Regions from separate parts of the Mus musculus genome. Here region 1 is linked to region 2. The links are chromatin contacts, called in public HiChIP or PLAC-seq maps. All regions are on one chromosome and are shown on one strand. The core of a region is the stretch at or near the end of the contact, and the rest is flanking DNA. Distances in the headings are between cores, read along the strand shown. Region 1 overlaps Cacna1i (calcium channel, voltage-dependent, alpha 1I subunit). Region 2 holds the start of Rps19bp1 (ribosomal protein S19 binding protein 1).

Region 1 (3,755 bases), core at 1,200-3,699, 86 kb after region 2:
TCAAGGGGTTACTATGGAGGCTGAAGGAGAACACTCAGCACCTAAAAGGGGGCTCCCTAAGTGTGTGCTCCTTCACCCATGATCTCGTGGAAGTGCAGCAGGGCCCAGAGCCATTTTCCTGGCTTTGTGGGCCTAGGGGCAGACATGGAGGAGAGAGGCTCCCAGAGGGAGTAGGAGACCCCACAGCCTCGCGGCCCATTCCTCTTGCTTCTCTGATGCCACCTCCTCCACCCTTGCTCTCCCAGGCATGCGGATTCTGGTGAACCTGCTGCTGGACACGCTGCCCATGCTGGGAAACGTGCTCCTGCTCTGTTTCTTCGTCTTCTTCATCTTTGGCATCATCGGCGTGCAGCTCTGGGCAGGCCTGCTGCGGAACCGCTGCTTCCTGGAGGAGAACTTCACCATGTGAGTCCCCTCCCCCACCCCCCAACCCCATCTTAATTAAGGCTTGTTATCGCTTTGATAAAACACCGGGACCAGAAGCACCTTGTGGGAGGAAAGGGTTTATCTCATCTTACAGCTTGCAGTTCATCATCTAGGGAAAGTAGGACTGGAACTCAAGCAGGGCAGGAACCCGGCGGCAGGAGCGGAAGCAGAGGCCAGGGAGGGTGCTACTTACTGGCTTGCTCCTCACTGCTTGCTCCTCATGGCTTGCTTAGCCTGCTTTTCTTAATAGAATCCAGGACCACCAGCCCACGGGTGGCACCACCCACATTGAGCTGGGTTCTCCAACATCAGTCATCAATAGAAAATGGCCTTGCAGATTTGCCAACCCAAGGGAAACATTTTCTCAATTAAGATTCCCTCATCTCAGAAGACCCTAGCTTCTGTCAACATAAAAACCTGGCCAGCACTCCCCATTTCTACCCCACCCCCAGCCCACTCTGTTCCTGCTGACTCTGACCTGCCTCTTGCTAACTCATTTGCTAACTGAGAACTGGGCCAACAAAGCAGGAACAGCCAATTCGGGAAGGCTGGATATGAGGAGAGAGGGAGGTTTGGACACTGGAAGGAGAGAAAGTTCTAGAACCCAAGGAGGGATGTGTGGGAGTGCCATAATGGGATCAGCTCACATCCTGCTGTTGGGTCTAGAGTGGGAGCCAGGCGCCCCTCCAGGCAGAATGTCAAGAGCTGCTTAAAAGATGGGCTTAGTTTCTCAAAATGATGCCTTTAGCATCCCCTCTTCCCGGGTGGTGACGGCAACCCAGGGCATACGCACACACTATGTGTTTGGAGGTAAGGGTGCATCAGCTTCTAGTCTCCACGAGCCACTTGGCTGCTACTGTGTACCAGGACCCACAGAGGCTGAAAGGGAAGAGCCATTTAACCTGTTTTAACCTGGCTGATGTATCCAGGGCCTGCCCTTCGTTGAGCGAGGACACATACAGCTAGGGTTGGTTGGTTGTCAAGGCTGAGTGTCTCTTCTGAATGCGATGGTGTAGGGATACTGCATGAGCTGGGATGAGTCTCCCTTTTCAGGGTTTGGAACATTAGGGAGGAGGACCTCCTTAACAGGAGGTCAAGGTTGGGTAGGGACTGGCCTGCCTACCCATTGCTGTGCTGTGGGGAGCACTGGGCACCTGAGTAGGTCAGAGAGGGGGCACTTTGTTGAGTGAAGGCCCCGTGGATAGGGAGCACGGAACCTTTACACTGTGTGAGTGCTCAGTAGAGAGCAGTCCTGAGCTGTCAGGGGTAGAAAGAGGGGAAGCCCTTCAGAGAGCAGCATGTGTGTGAGCTCTTGGCTTTGGGGGCTCACCATCTGTCCGTGTCCCCTCTGTCATGTGTATTTCTGTGGCTGGCCCTGTCTCACTATCTAGGCTCAGCCCTCATGTCACCTTCTGCTGGAGGATTGCTGCCTCTTCCCCAAGCAGCAACCACACTATCTGCCAAGCTTCCTCGTCGGCCGACCTTTTCCTGCAGTGGTCCCATTTATCAGCTTGAGTATTTGGGGACACTGGAGAAATTATACATTTGGCCTTCAGGGACCCTAGGATGTGAGCTCTCTCCTAGACTAGGAAAGATTGGTCCTCACTCTTCTCTCAAGACCTACAACAGTGCCTTTTCACTATGAATGAATGAATGAATGAATGAATGAATGAGGGTATGAATGGGTGAGCCGTAATCCTGCACCGAGGCACGTAGGGAAGAAGGCTGGTTCTTCTCAGCTCTGCAGCATGAGAATTTATGTGCTGTTTCCTGATTGGCTGCTCCATTGTCCTATCTGGACTCTGAGAGGTGGCTCCAGCCTTTCCTTGGGTGTGGTGAGGGCAGGTGGGTGCACAGTGCTCTGGACATGCCTGGGCCCCACTTTGGGCCAGTGTGTACCTGACCCACCCGGAAGGGGAGTTCCAAATGTGAGAAGAGCCAGACAGCTTTAGGGGCAAGACATAGCTGGCAAGGTTGGATGACTCTCTCCAGAGCTCTGAGTCTCACGCTGTCAGGGCTAGGCCCCACTTAGTCAGAGGATGACTGTACTTCAGGGAGAAAGAGGTTGCTAAATTCCAGGCTCCGGCAGGGAGCAAGGCCAAGGTTATCCCAGGCCTGCAACCCCCCATAGAGGGAGGCAGGGTCAGACCTCAACTCAACAGACCTAGCTCAGAGCAGGCCGCAGAACAGCTGGTAAGGAAGGCCAGCAAAGAAGTCGGTCTTTCCTGGGGCTCAGACAGATGTGCTCTGACCAGACCTCAGTTCAGGATCTGGTGAGCCAGGCCTGGCCTTAGGCAGGAGCAACAGGCGCTCATTGGGGGGCAGGGGGGATTCCCCTCATCCTCTTGGCTTCTTTACCCACGAGCTTGTTGTCTGGAGGCTTCAGATCACACCCCCAGCCCCTGGCCAGACACTCTGTGAGCAAACTCCTGAGCCATGCAGGCTGGGCAGAACAAGACCAGGGAACATGGGGTGCGTGCTGGGCCCTCCAGGGACCTCAGTCCAAGCTATGACTCTACAGACAGGGAACACAGCAATGTTCTCTTTCTGCCGGTAGGAGTCTCAGAGCATGGATATCATAACAGACATTTGCCTGCCACTTCTAAGGGCAGGCTCTGCACTGTCTCTTTGTCTTGACCCTAGGAGGATAAAGGAGCTAAATGTTAATTTGGATTTAGGGTGCTGGGCTGAGAAGAAAGGACTTCTGCGATCCGAATGCAACTTTGACCTGAACCTGAAAGGTCAAGAATGGTGTTTGCTGGATAATGGGTGGGGGCTGAGGTGGGAGTTAATTTTCGACAGAGGTTCCCAATGCTGCCATGCAGGCAGGGGCTGGGGCAATGGACTTCAGGGTCAAATTCTGCTTCTGTCACTTGCTAGCCTCATGACTTCAGCAACTTTGTGCCTCAGTTTCCCTACTGCAGAGGTGGTTTGAGAATGACTCAAATTAGAACATGCAGAACCTTAAGCCAGTGCCATTATGTGGCACCATGTGTGTTCCCCCAGACTGGGATGCTCCTGGTGGGAGGGAGTGCCCCTGTTCATTTATTGAGATGGCGCCCTTGATAAATGCACCCCAAAGGGCACGGTGGGCCTGAAACTGGCCCTGAGAGAAAGACAGCTGGTATTCACAGGGTGGCTTGTCCATGCGGGGCCTTGTTCTCTGCCGGACTAATTCCGTTACCTTCCCAGCATCCCGTAGGAGAAGCATGTTGTTCTCACTTGTTGGTTTGCGGGAAATGTGTATGCGTGCTCGTGTGTTCATATGTGCATGTGTGTGCAGGCCAGAGGCCAATGTTTGGGGGATCTGCCTCAATTGATCCCCATTT
Region 2 (3,694 bases), core at 792-3,291:
GGGAGGGAGGCACCTTGACATGAACTCGTGCAAACCACTAGTGTCTGTGCATGCCTCCTAGCTCCACCTCTGTTCATAGTGTTTCCTCTTGAACGACATAGCTTTTAACAAGGACTCCCAGGCTGGGTGCAGTGGTGTGTGCCTATCATCCAGTGCTTAGGAGGCTGAAGCAGGAAGGCTGATTTAAGGTCGTGGCTAGCCTGTGCTATATCATGGCTAGCCTGTGCTATACAGTGAGGTCCAGGCCTGCCCGAGCCAAAATAACTCCCCCCCCCCCCCCCCGCCTCCAAAACTGGGAGAAACAAACACACAATGAAACCCGAGTACCTCAACTCCCTTTATAGAGCAGAGGCATGGAGTCAAAGAAGAAAGCAACATGCGTACCATCCTGTGCCCCTTCTCAAGGAGGCCTTACTACCTGTGCCACACCCCCTAAGCTGCTCTACTGGAAACAAGGTTTCTGCTTTGCAGACACTTCACTGGTAAATGATATCAACTCACTTCTGCTGTCCCTACTGGGATGGAAGGAGGCACTGTCACCTGAGCAGAGCACATTAAGAGCAACAGCACGGGGACAATTTGCCCGGCTTCCACCTCTATCACCTGGGCAGGTGCCTGTTTCTGTAACTGTAAAGTGGGGGAGAGATCTGCTCATCTCACAGGGCTGCCGTGAGGGTCAAACGAGTTAGTTAGTTTAGAAGGGTAAACTGTTGACTGAGTGCTTCATTTCATAAATGTGTGTGTGTTGCGTGCCTTAGTGTATGTATGTGCACCCCAAGTGAGCGTCTGTGGAATCAGAAGAGGGTATCTAATCCCCAGACCTGGAGTTACAGTGGGCTGTGAGCAGCTTTGTGGGCTTCTGGGGGGCTCCAGGTCCTCTGGAAGAGCAAGCAGCAAGTGCTCTTAACCAGTGAGCCAGCCCTCTATCCCTGATGGGTCCTCCATCTTGCCTCTTGCTCATCTTACCCGTTAGCCTTCTTCCAAATTCTCAAGCCTTTCTGGCTAAAACCTTCTCAGATGCCTTAACGTTGCTTCCACCTTGGCTTGTTAGTTTGATTCTTCCTCGGAGCACTGCAGAGCCTTTCACCTCACAAGCCTCACTCACTTGGCAAAACCCTGCTTGTTAGTTTTGAGACTCTCTGATGGCTGGTCTACAGAGTAAGCGTGTGGCGCACGCCTTTAATCCTAGCACTTGGGAGGCAGAGGCAGGTAGATTTCTGAGTTCGAGGCCAGCCTGGTCTACAGAGTAAGTTCCAGGACAGCCAGGGCTATACTGAGAAACTCTGTATCAAAAAGCCAAATAAATAAATAAATAAATAATTAAGAGAGACTCTCTGATGTTTCTCTCCCCACCACGGCTAGAGCTCACAAGCGCCTGGGTCTTGCGTTTCATCTGCCTTCACGATTAGGTCTTGCCCTGAACTCACCACGGAAAGACACAGAACTTCTGATTCTCCTGCCTCCACCTCTCAAGTGCAGGGATGACAGATGTGTGTCACCACTCCCAGGCTTTTCCCTCTTTCTCTCATCCTGTTAACTGCCACATAGCAGACAGCGGCAGACCTGGGAATTAGATTGCTTGGGTTCGAAACCTGTCCCCCACGATTTGAACATTCATTTTGCCTTTTCCTTGTGGAGTCTCGGGGAACGTTTGGAACTCCCGACTCGAAGGCGCTGCCCCCAATTCTAAGAAGCGCTCACAGTCTTTCTCAACTCACCTAGAGCGGACTTAGGCGCCTTTCCCTTCGCTGAGTTCCGCAGTTTCAGAGCCTGGGAGGCCTTGGCCCGCGCCCTCCGGGTCCGCTTCGCCGGAGTCCCGCTAGCCTGGACCTGGCCCGGGACCGCACGGGGAGCTACGGGGAAAGGCAGCGAAGGACCGAGTTGAAGGGCGCGCTCTCCCTCCCCACCCGCCCGGCTGGCTCTCCTACACAGCGCGACTGTCGCAGGACCTGCTCTCCTCACCCTCGGACGCCGCCAGAAGCTCCAAACCGCGCCGCACTAACGCCGCCGACATGTTTCCGAGCCCCGCCCACACGCGGCGAGCTACTTCCGCCCTGGCGGTGTTCGCTCCTCGGCAGAAACTGGAGCAGGAGCTCAGGGTTCCGCAGCGAGCGGAAGTGCTGCCTTAGAACGCAGGCTCAATGGCTTTCCTATAGCCCCGGAGGAGCGGGGAGCTAGGGGCGTGTCCAAAGCGCAGAAGCCACAGTTGTTCAATTTCTAAGCAACAGGTCTCTGGTGATCCAGGCTGTGTGGGCGGGCAGACTCGACTTCTAGCCTTACTGGTCAATTCTGTCCAGGGGCCAAGTGTGGAATAGACTGAGTTCCTGCAAAAGAAGTGATTCTTTCTACTTTCTTTTTAGACAAGGATACATCTAGCCTAGGCTGTCCTTGAACTCGATTGTAGCTGAGGATGACTTTGAACTCCTGATCCTTCTCTCTCTGCCGCCCAAGGGCCGGATTTACAGACCTAAGCCACTTTGCCGGGCTTAGACAGTTTTCATGACCTTCAAAGCATTACACCGGTCCCGTGCACTGTGAGAATCTGTGTGAGAATCAGTAAAGCCAAGGAGGTTAGGTGTCGTACTTTGTAGTCCCAATACTTGGGAGATTGAACAGAGATTGTTGCTCTGAGTTCCAGGCTAACTTGGGCTACATAGCAAGACTCTGTCTCAAACAAACAAACAAACAAACAAACAAACAAACCAAACCAAAACTAACAAAAGGAAAAAACCAAACAAAAGACCAAAAAAAAAAAAAAACCCCAACAAAGAAATAGATTTGCAAACATGCAAAATAAAGTGCTTTGTTTTGAAAAATACAGCTATTTGCTGCAAAATACTGTTTATGTTATTAAGCAATGAGTTGGTTGTCAGGCGAAACAGTAAATACTGCTGGGCACAGTGATACCAGAACACTTAGAATACCAGCACCTGGGAAGCCGAGGCAGGAGAGTGGCAAGTTTCAGGTCAGTTTATATCACATAGCTACACTCCAAATTCTAGACCAGTCTGGGTTACAGATTAATAAGAAGAGCTAGGATGTATTAATAGCTTGGCGGTAGAATGCTTGGATTTAATCCCTAGTATTGAAAAAAAAAAGGTCAGTTTTTAGTCTGATAGATCAATAAATATTACAATCAATATTACACATAGATGTAAATATTCTATCGATAAATATTACACATAAATGTTCTCTGGTTACATGAGTTCCCCCCCCCCCCTCTCAAGACAGGGTTTCTCTGTGCAGCCCTGACTGTCCTGGAACTCACTCTGTAGACCAGGCTGGCTTTGAACTCAGAAATCAGCCTGCCTCTGCCTCCCAAGTGCTGGGATTAAAAGCGTGTGCCACCACCACCTGGCTTCGTTTTTGTTTTTAATTTAAGTATACATATATTTATATATATTACACACACACACACACACACACACATATGGATTTTTGCCTGCATGTATGTCTGTGCACCATAGGTATACCCCATGCCTGTGGAGGCCAGAAGTAAGCATAATTACAGGCTGATGTGAGACGACCCCAAGTCTGCTGGAAGAGCATCTAGTGCTCTTGGTTATTTTGAGCCTTCTCTTCAGCCCTGAGTTTTTAAGAGTGAAAAGAGCGTATGACACCAAAAAGGTTGAGAACCTCTAGTCTAGAGGTTTCTTTTTCGTCACTTTCGTGTGTTTTTGCAGTGCTGATGATC

What was found. HiChIP or PLAC-seq counts read pairs in DNA pulled down with a chosen protein or histone mark.
Region 1: a CTCF HiChIP or PLAC-seq map of the NIH/3T3 cell line shows a contact between it and region 2, with 16 read pairs. The contact joins the enhancer-like site here to the promoter of Rps19bp1 in region 2. A contact is called at or near these places in 1 of 39 promoter capture datasets (stem cell-derived epiblast-like cells), 1 of 15 datasets of contacts at CTCF or cohesin (the NIH/3T3 cell line), 5 of 484 Hi-C or Micro-C datasets (B cells, cerebellum, embryonic stem cells and 2 more), 1 of 115 datasets of contacts at active chromatin or transcription factors (embryonic stem cells) and 2 of 9 other capture datasets (adipose tissue and liver).

The regions. Positions count from the first base shown.
Region 1 is chr15:80,348,127-80,351,881 of GRCm38.p6, forward strand. Cacna1i (calcium channel, voltage-dependent, alpha 1I subunit) reads left to right here. Exons shown (of 37, transcript NM_001044308.2): 6 at 246-405. Among named protein-coding and RNA genes, the nearest start is that of Gm41363, 51 kb to the right of the region's middle. Within about 2 kb of position 2,450, at least 24 of the 459 cell types and tissues checked have an H3K27ac peak or open chromatin away from gene starts, as enhancers often do. A contact at or near this core is called in the NIH/3T3 cell line, where this site is marked.
Region 2 is chr15:80,262,265-80,265,958 of GRCm38.p6, forward strand. It overlaps Rps19bp1 (ribosomal protein S19 binding protein 1), which reads right to left and starts at 2,042. Exons shown (of 4, transcript NM_175109.3): 1 at 1,963-2,042; 2 at 1,719-1,853. The coding sequence starts at 2,014.